Regions from separate parts of the Sus scrofa genome. Here all the other regions are linked to region 3. Evidence: chromatin contacts called from public targeted proximity ligation data. All regions are on one chromosome and are shown on one strand. The core of a region is the stretch at or near the end of the contact, and the rest is flanking DNA. Distances in the headings are between cores, read along the strand shown. Region 1 overlaps DEPTOR (DEP domain-containing mTOR-interacting protein). Region 2 overlaps DEPTOR (DEP domain-containing mTOR-interacting protein). Region 3 has its middle 34 kb from the start of COL14A1.

Region 1 (2,859 bases), core at 148-2,647, 150 kb before region 3:
CTCCTGATGGGACATTTACTATTATTACCAGTGTTGAAGGGGATTTACTGCAGCATTCTGCTGTGTGTGTGCGCGTGCACACGTGCTCACCCAGGCATGCATGCAAACCTGGCCCTGCGCATGCACAAGGCTTTCAGTACGACAAGGCTGTGGTTATCAGAGAGAAAATGGGACTATGGGCTCTGGTTTCTTGAAATGACCAATTTGTTCTGGCTCTCCAGAATCACGCGTACTCTGTTTACATTAACCAGTTCAGGAGTTCCTGTTGTGGCTCAGCGGATTATGAACCCGACTAGTTATCCATGAGGATTCCGGTTCAATCCCTGGCCTCACTCAGTGGCTTAAGGATCTGGTGTTGCCCTGGCTGTGGTGTAGGCTGCAGCTCCAAATCGACCCCTAGCCTGGTTGAAATGTCCGTATGCCACAGGTGCAGCCCTAAAAAGCAAACAACAGTAACAACAAAAACATTAACCAGTTCTATAGTCTCCTTCCTATCACTATCTGTATTCTATTGTTCTCATCATGCTGAAAGAATTCAAGCATATTCTTGGAGCAAAACTACATGAAATGTCTATTATGATCCCATTTCTCATAAAAATATATATAGCCATTCATGTGGACATAAATAGATTTTTGCAAGAATGCATAAACAACCATTCACACTGGGTTCCTTTGAAAAGTAGGGGTCAAGGAAAATTTCAAACCCATCCCAAAGTAAATACAGCAGTGAAGCAACCCCCCATGCACCTGTCTCCTGGCTTGAACAATTGTGAGTTCATCACCAGATACCCAGCTTCGTGTTATATATATTGGAATTTTTTTTTAATCTACCAGGAGGGTGCATTAGTTTGATAATTTGAAATGTTAATTATAAAATAAACCCAAACATGCAAAGGAAATGCAGTGTGTTTGATTTCATTTGTTCCTGCTTTTTTTTCCTCATCCTTTTACAGTAGGGGCCTCTCGAGGGTGGGTGATTAAGAATGATTTTCTCTGAGTTCCCTGAGCCCCAGGGAGAGATATTGGCCACCGTTGAACATCTGGAAGGGACAATAGCTTTGGTTTAAAGCACATCTATGTCAGTTCTATTGCCCAAATCACAACGCTCACACCGTCAACCCCACCGTTCGACTTGCTGTGTTTTTTTAATTAAACTGTGTACTTCGGCTGAGATTTATGACACTGTTTTTCAATGAGAATATGTGGTTTCTGGCCCCCTTTTGTTCCCACAGTCCCGCAACCTGCTGCAGTTTTCTATGAGCTATTTTTTTTTTTTTGAAAAACATTTTCTGCATTTCTTTTCCGATGGACGGTGATTTCACAGGGATTATTAACACCCTGCACTCCGACGTGTTTGTTCTCCTCGCGCTGGAAGAGGAAATGGTCTGATGCAATTTCAGCAGCTGGTTAGCTGGCCAGGAATAGAATATTACAGAACCACCTTGAATCTAAAGCCTGGGAACCAGCTGTCTGAAATGAATGATGGGAAGATGGGTTTTGTATTTAAATTCCTCAGCCAGGGGTATTGAAAATGTAGCTAAAACAGAGGTGATTACTCTTCCCAGTGGTTCTGTATGGATTGATGAGGACTATATGATTCAGAAGTTGAGCCTGCCCTGTGCCCCTGCAGGCAGAGGGCCTCATGGGCACTAACTGATTTTTCACATCAGCGGGGATCTGTCTCTACTAGGTGCAAGGCACTAGACTTACAAAAATAAATAACTATCCCTTCTTATCCTTCACTTTATCTGATTGTGGTACAGGGGGCTGGATGCTTTCCTAGTGGCAGTAAAAAATGGTGGGAAAGCTGAGGCAGAGGGAAGCTTGCTTTCTGGCTTTGGAAGGCTGGGAAGTGGAGGTGCCTTTTAAGCTGAAGAGCAGTAGGATTTGTTTTTGAATTATTGCAGGCAGGAGGAGGCACATTCTGAGCAGAGGGGTCTCCGTCTTGAGTGGAGGTATGGAGGGTAAGGGCAGCTTCTCATGATGGAAGAGAGTCTGGTGTATCCAGACTGTAAGATGGACCTGCTTGGGGTTGGGAGAGAGCAGTGAAGAGGTTTGAGAGGAGGCCTGGGGTCGGGCTGAAGGGCTCCCTAGAGCCTGGGTAGGTGAAGCTCCTTTGGATCTGGGCAGTCAGGCTTTTACAGCCACTTGAAGGGGTGGGTTCTGTTCTGGTTATTATTAGGGTGTATGGAACTTGGAAGAAGAACCAAGGTGCAGAGTTCCCATTGTGGCGCAGCAGACATGAATCCGACTAGTATCCATGAGGATGCAGGTTCCATCCCTGGCCTCGCTCAGTGGTTTGGAGATCCGGTATGGTTATGGCTGTGGTGTGGGCCGGCAGCTACAGCTACAGCTACAGTTCTGATTCACCCCCTGGCCTGGGAACGTCCATGTGCCACCTTTTTAGGTGCAGCCCTAAAAAGCAAACAAAAAAGAACGAAGGTTGCTCCAGAGGCAGGTATCTCTTGCCATCTCTCATATGTGGCTTTAGGGCTCTTTCCTTGGCCCTCTGGCTTTGCTGAGCTGGCCTCCTCACTCCCCTCTCCTTCCAGATTGGAATTCTGGAGGATTTTTATTTTTTATTTTATTTTATTTTTTGTCTTTTCTAGGGCCGCACCCGTGGCATATGGAGGTTCCCAAGCTAGGGGTCTAATCAGAGCTGTAGCCACCAGCCTATGCCCTAGCCACGGCAACAAGAGATCCGAGCTGTGTCTGCAACCTACACCACAGCTCATGGCAACGCCGGTTCCTTAACCCACTGAGCGAGGCCAGGGCTCGAACCCGCAACCTCATGGTTCCTAGTCGGATTCATTAACCACTGAGCCATGACAGGAACTCCTCTGGAGGATTTTTAACCCC
Region 2 (2,700 bases), core at 125-2,624, 170 kb before region 3:
TTCTGTACAGCAGAAATTGAAGGAACATTATAAATCAACTCTAATAAAAAATGTAAAAATGAATAAACAAATAAGGCTATAATATTTCCAGTAAGGAAAAAAAAAATGTCCACAGAAAAGCCACAAGGAAGATTCAGCGTGGGAAAGGCTCAGAGACATTGGCATTGAACCTGGACTGTACCGCTTTCAAAGCAAGGCTCCTTGGAAATCTCCCCATCATGATGATCACCTGTTTGTCATCCATACCCTCCCTCCCTCACCTTCCACACCTCACCACCCTATGAATTGGAAGAGATGCCCCAGGTGTGCTCAGTAATAGAAGTAAAATCAAGACCTTAACATATGACTATACAGCAGACATTGGCACAACATTGTAAATCAACTACACTTGAATTAAAAAAAAAAATTTTTTTTAAATGTGACTAAAATGGCAGGTGGCTCAGGTTCAAATAACAGAGAATGCCTTTTGCATCACTTGGGTTTTGATGTCTTTCCAAGTAACACCTCCACCCAGAAAGGCTCCCGGCCAAAGCTGTATAAAAGTTATCTCTTTGTTTAAGCAACGCCGCTTGAAGAATAATTAAGATGCAGACTTTCTGGGAAAGCTGCAAAATGTTCTTTACTTACGTAACTAAGGAAGGTCATGCGTTTCAATATATTTTGTCATTGTTTTCCCTCTTTTCTCCAGAAATTGAAGCTACCTTGGATTATTAAGAAGGCAAGTTTTTGCCAGATAAGCTTGTATCTTATTGCACTGTGGACTCTTCAATAGCAACTTTGGCATTGATTTTGTGCCACATCTTACCATCAACATAACTATTAGGAATAAACCCAAACTTAGGGTTTTATTCTTGGATAATACAACATGAGTTTAGCCTTTTATTCTTCAAAATGGGTGGTATGTGTCCAGATGCAGTGAACCTTTTGCCCTCAGGTACTGTGATATAAAATTATGCTTTTCCTTATGCCTATGTTGGCTACCAAAGGGGGAAGCTCCAGTTAAACCCATCGCGAAACATCCATGACATCTAAGAAGCTGGGCTTGGAGCCAATGCACTTGCCTACGTGTTCACCATTTGCTGACTTGGCTCTAAGGAGGGCTTGAAGCCAAGGAGAGCAGAGTCTGATTACTCAGGACTTTATCATAATTTACACTTATGTCCTTTGAGTGGAGGCACAGTGGTTAGGGCCAGGAATTCCTCGGAGACCGCTTTTCCAACGCACAGGATTTATCAGCCCATTTTGTTTGATTGCTTACACGCTTAATAAACCTGAGGGGAATCTCTTCAGTTGCCTTCCTGGAGCTCCACTTGGGATGGTTATTCTGCTTCTAGATAATTTCATTTCTGAAAGAGGAACACAGAGAAGGAGAGGAAGTTGGTTTGGCTGTCTGTCAGCAGTTCTGGAAGAATGTTTACTCAGGGAGGAGTTTGAACACTGTGAGAATTTGGGGATTATCTGGACATTTTCAGCTCTCTGATATTGTGCCTCCTCCCCAACGAATGCTCCTCGGCTGACCTTCCAGCCTCTACCAGAGAAAACTTCCAGGGGCTAGGACCCTATCCCTTCTTTGTGGGCTTCTCAGTGTTTGGGTGGTGAGGACATGGTCGCCACCAGTGCCACAGTCAGACTTTTGGAGGCTCATATGTGTTTGGGGAAATCATTGCAGACTGTGTTGGTGGCTTATGAGGAAAAAACAAATTATTATGAAATTTAGCCTAGCAGTCCTTAAAAGAACACCCATCTATAATAAAATATGACAGTTTGTTTTACTTTGTAGTCAAAAATGCTATTTTTTTTTTTTTTTTTTTTGGCTTTTTAGGGCTGTATGTGCAGCATATGGAAGTTCCCAGGCTAGGGGTCAAATCAGAGCTACAACCGCTGGCTCATGCCACAGCCACAGCAATGTGGGATCTGAGCCACATCTGCAGCCTACACCACAGCTCACAGCAACGCCAGATCCTTAACCCACTGAGCAAGGCCAGGGATCGAACTCACATCTCATGGATGCTAGTCAGGTTCGTTAACCACTGTGCCACAAAGGGAACTCCCAAAAATGCTATTCTTGATAGAGCGTAGCAATAGGTATTAAATCACGTTGTTCAGGGTACTCCGGGAGATAGGCCTTCGTAGAGATTATAATCCAATGTGTAACAAAGGAATTTAAAACTATTTGGTAGGAGTCCCCATTGTGGTGCAGTGGACACGAATCTGACTAGTATCCATGAGGATGCAAGTGGAGGTCGAAGACGAGGCTCAGATTCCATGTTCTGTGGCATTGGCCAGCAGATGCAGCTCCTATTCGATCCCTAGCCTGGGAACTTCCATATGCTATGGGTGTGGCCCTAAAAAGCAAAAACCAAAAAAACCTATTTGGTAGTCTATTCAGAGATGGGTTCAAAGGTTAAACGTTAGCTCTTCAGTGTGTCACTTAAAACTACATTTGCTGGGGAGTTCCCTGGTGGCCTAGCAGTTAAAAGGATCTGGCATGGTCACTGCTGTGGCTTGGGTCACTGCTGTGGCGTAGGTTCGGTCCCTGGCCCAGGAACCTCCACATGATGTTAGTGCAGCCAAAAAAAAAAAAAACAAAAACAAAAAACAAAAAAAACCCTCAAACAAACTGCATTTACTAGAATGAAGACATTTTTCAATATTTCACCATAAGGCATTGAGAATCATACCTTATCTCTATGACCTGAA
Region 3 (2,700 bases), core at 78-2,577:
CACACGCCTTTCTTGTGTCAAAGACATAGGCGTGCCATTAATTAATAGTCCCAGTAGTTTGGAACAGCATTTCCCCAAAGGGAAAAATTATTCTGGGAGACAAAACCGTATATATCCGCTCTGACAGCCTTAGAGAGTGCCTGCTGCCAACTCCGCTGGCAGCACGAGAACATAAAACACAGCTATTTAGGGAGTTCCCATCGTGGCTAGGTGGCAATAAACCCGACTAGAATCCATGAGGATGTTGGTTTGATCCCTGGCCTGGCTCAGTGGGTTAAGCATCCAGCATCATGGCAAGCAGCAGTGTAGGTCGCAGAAATGGCTCGGATCCCGAGTTGCTGTGGCTGTGGCTCTGATTCGACCCCTAGACTGGGAACTTCCATGTGCCGTGAGTGCATGCCTAAAAAGCAAACAAACAAACAGGCAAACAAAAAGAACTATTTAATAAAACACATGTGATCTCAAACAAAGCTGTTTGATGGAGGAGCTACCTGGGAATGGGTTAAACCATGAACTCAGCAACCCTGGAAACCCTTCACCATCCACTTTCATAAAGTAGATTGTTCTATCCCATTATAGTCTGGCATATAATAGTCTATTAGAGACATGGAAGGCCCAAGGCGTGCTGTCCCTATGAACCCCTTGAACCTCTCAAATGAAGTGAATTTACCCCACCTAAAGCCACAGGCAGAACCACAAAGGCACTGGACTGGGCACCTTGACTTTAAAGGGGCAGTTGGAGGAACGAAAGCAAAGGGAGGACTCCATAGAAAAGGGTTGAGAGAGAGGATGCCAGAGGCAGCCTTTCCTTCCATCCCAGCTTGGCCAAGGTCCCAGGGATTCCACTGCCACTGGCTCCTGTTTCAGCTCTGTTGTTGGAAAGCACCAGCATTTATGATGAAACTTGGAAGAGAGATGCTACCTGAGGCCACCCTGGGATAATCCTCTCCACCTTGCAGAGGGTCCCACGGTGGCTAAAATTCACCAGCCGTCCCCTTGCCCCCCGTCCAGCCCTTCCCTTGGAGAAAAAGGAGTGGATAAGCGTGTGGAAGGCTGACTGGGTGACTGAGAGCTCCCACCAAAGAAGGAACTCAGCACAGCAGGAGGGAGAGTGAAGCCCAACGGAATACGATTTCGCAGTGGAGCCCTCGCCGTTACAGGGAACACAGTGTTTACTGGAGAGAGCTCTTCAGCCCCAGAGTCCTCTATACCTTCCAGAAAACAGCAGTCTCAACTCTAATAATTAACCAAGAGCTCAGCCCAGACCCTTTTTGAGTGGATGGGCTGTCCTTGCCACGGTGCTGAGCAGGAGGAATGTTGCTGGCAAGCCTTGCCCTTTTGAACCTGCCAGCTAGGCTGAACATTCTGGAAGCCATACTCACTTATTGGAATACCACATTATAAATGGGAGATTCCACACAGGCTATTCATAGGTAAATTCTCTCCTGCTGAGCTTAACGTATCTGGCCCAGTCAAAAGAAATGCTTGGAAATAAACAGTATCTGAATACACAAATAGGCATGGACATCTGGTTCAGAAGTAGCTAATGAAACATCAACACAGCTCACCTTGGCCCAGAGTTCAGAGTAATGAAACAAATTACTGGTAGTTGACAGAATCATTTCGGTGCCCATCTATGGTCAGTGTATGTATTGGCTGTCCCATTTTATTCTTGTGTCTTTTCAAATGTTTCCTATCACTTCATTCATTGTTCAAGACTTTCTTTTTGATTTTTTTTTTTGGCCTTTTAGGGCTGCACCTGTGGCATATGGAAGTCTCCAGCCTAGGGGTTGAATCAGAACTACAGCCGCCAGCCTACACCACAGCCACAGCATTGCCAGATCTGAGCCCCATCTATGACCTACACTGCAGCTCACGGCAATGCTGGATCCTTAACCCACTGAGTGAGGCCAGGGATTGAACCCACATCTTCAAGGATACTCGTTGGGTTCTTAACCTGCTGAGCCACAGTGGGTGCTTCTCTTTTTGAACTTCTCATTCAAATATAGAGGGCTTGCTTGTGGACCCTTCCAGACTGAGGCACTCAATTGCCCAGCTGCTGGAGTGCTGATGGCCAGTTGCTCTCAGCTGAGCCCTCTCCACTGTGGGCTCTCTGCACAGGGCACTGCCTTGCATTCTTCACAACAGCCAAGGTAGGAAAGAACCTCAGTGTTGGTCAAAAGGGGAATGGATCAAGAAGATGCGGTACATATGTATGATCCAGCAATCCTACTTCTGGGCACAGATCCACACAAGACTATAGTTCAAAAAGATCCATGCACCCCTGTGTTGATAGCAGCACTATTTACAAGACATGGAAACAACCTAAATGTCTATTAACAGATGAATGGATAAGGAAGCTGTGGTACATATATACAATGGAATATTACTTAGACATTAAAAAGAATGACATAATGCCATTTGCAGCAATATGAATAGGCCTAGAGATTATCATACTAAGTGAAGTCAGAAAGACAAATACCATAATGGTGTCACTTATGTGTGGAACCTCAAATAAGACGCAAATGAACATATCTACAAAACAGAAACAGACTCACAGATGTAGAGAACAGACTTGTGGTTGTCAAGGGAGATGGTGGAGGAAGGAATGATTGGGAGTTTGGGATTAGCATATGTAAACTATTATATGTAGGATGGATAAACACCAAGGTCCTACTGTACAGCACAGGGAACTAGAGT

What was found.
Region 1: a contact with region 3 is called in a targeted proximity ligation map of skeletal muscle. A contact is called at or near these places in 2 of 47 Hi-C or Micro-C datasets (liver and skeletal muscle) and 2 of 2 datasets of targeted methods (alveolar macrophages and skeletal muscle).
Region 2: a targeted proximity ligation map of skeletal muscle shows a contact between it and region 3. A contact is called at or near these places in 2 of 5 promoter capture datasets (fetal liver and liver), 15 of 47 Hi-C or Micro-C datasets (embryonic fibroblasts, fetal liver, liver and 6 more) and 2 of 2 datasets of targeted methods (alveolar macrophages and skeletal muscle).

Annotation. Positions count from the first base shown.
Region 1 is chr4:19,103,874-19,106,732 of Sscrofa11.1, reverse strand. All of the region lies in intron 4 of DEPTOR (DEP domain-containing mTOR-interacting protein), which reads left to right. Among named protein-coding and RNA genes, the nearest start is that of DSCC1, 56 kb to the left of the region's middle.
Region 2 is chr4:19,129,990-19,132,689 of Sscrofa11.1, reverse strand. The region is part of intron 4 of DEPTOR (DEP domain-containing mTOR-interacting protein); the gene reads left to right. Among named protein-coding and RNA genes, the nearest start is that of DSCC1, 30 kb to the left of the region's middle.
Region 3 is chr4:18,958,103-18,960,802 of Sscrofa11.1, reverse strand. No RefSeq gene overlaps it. Among named protein-coding and RNA genes, the nearest start is that of COL14A1, 34 kb to the right of the region's middle.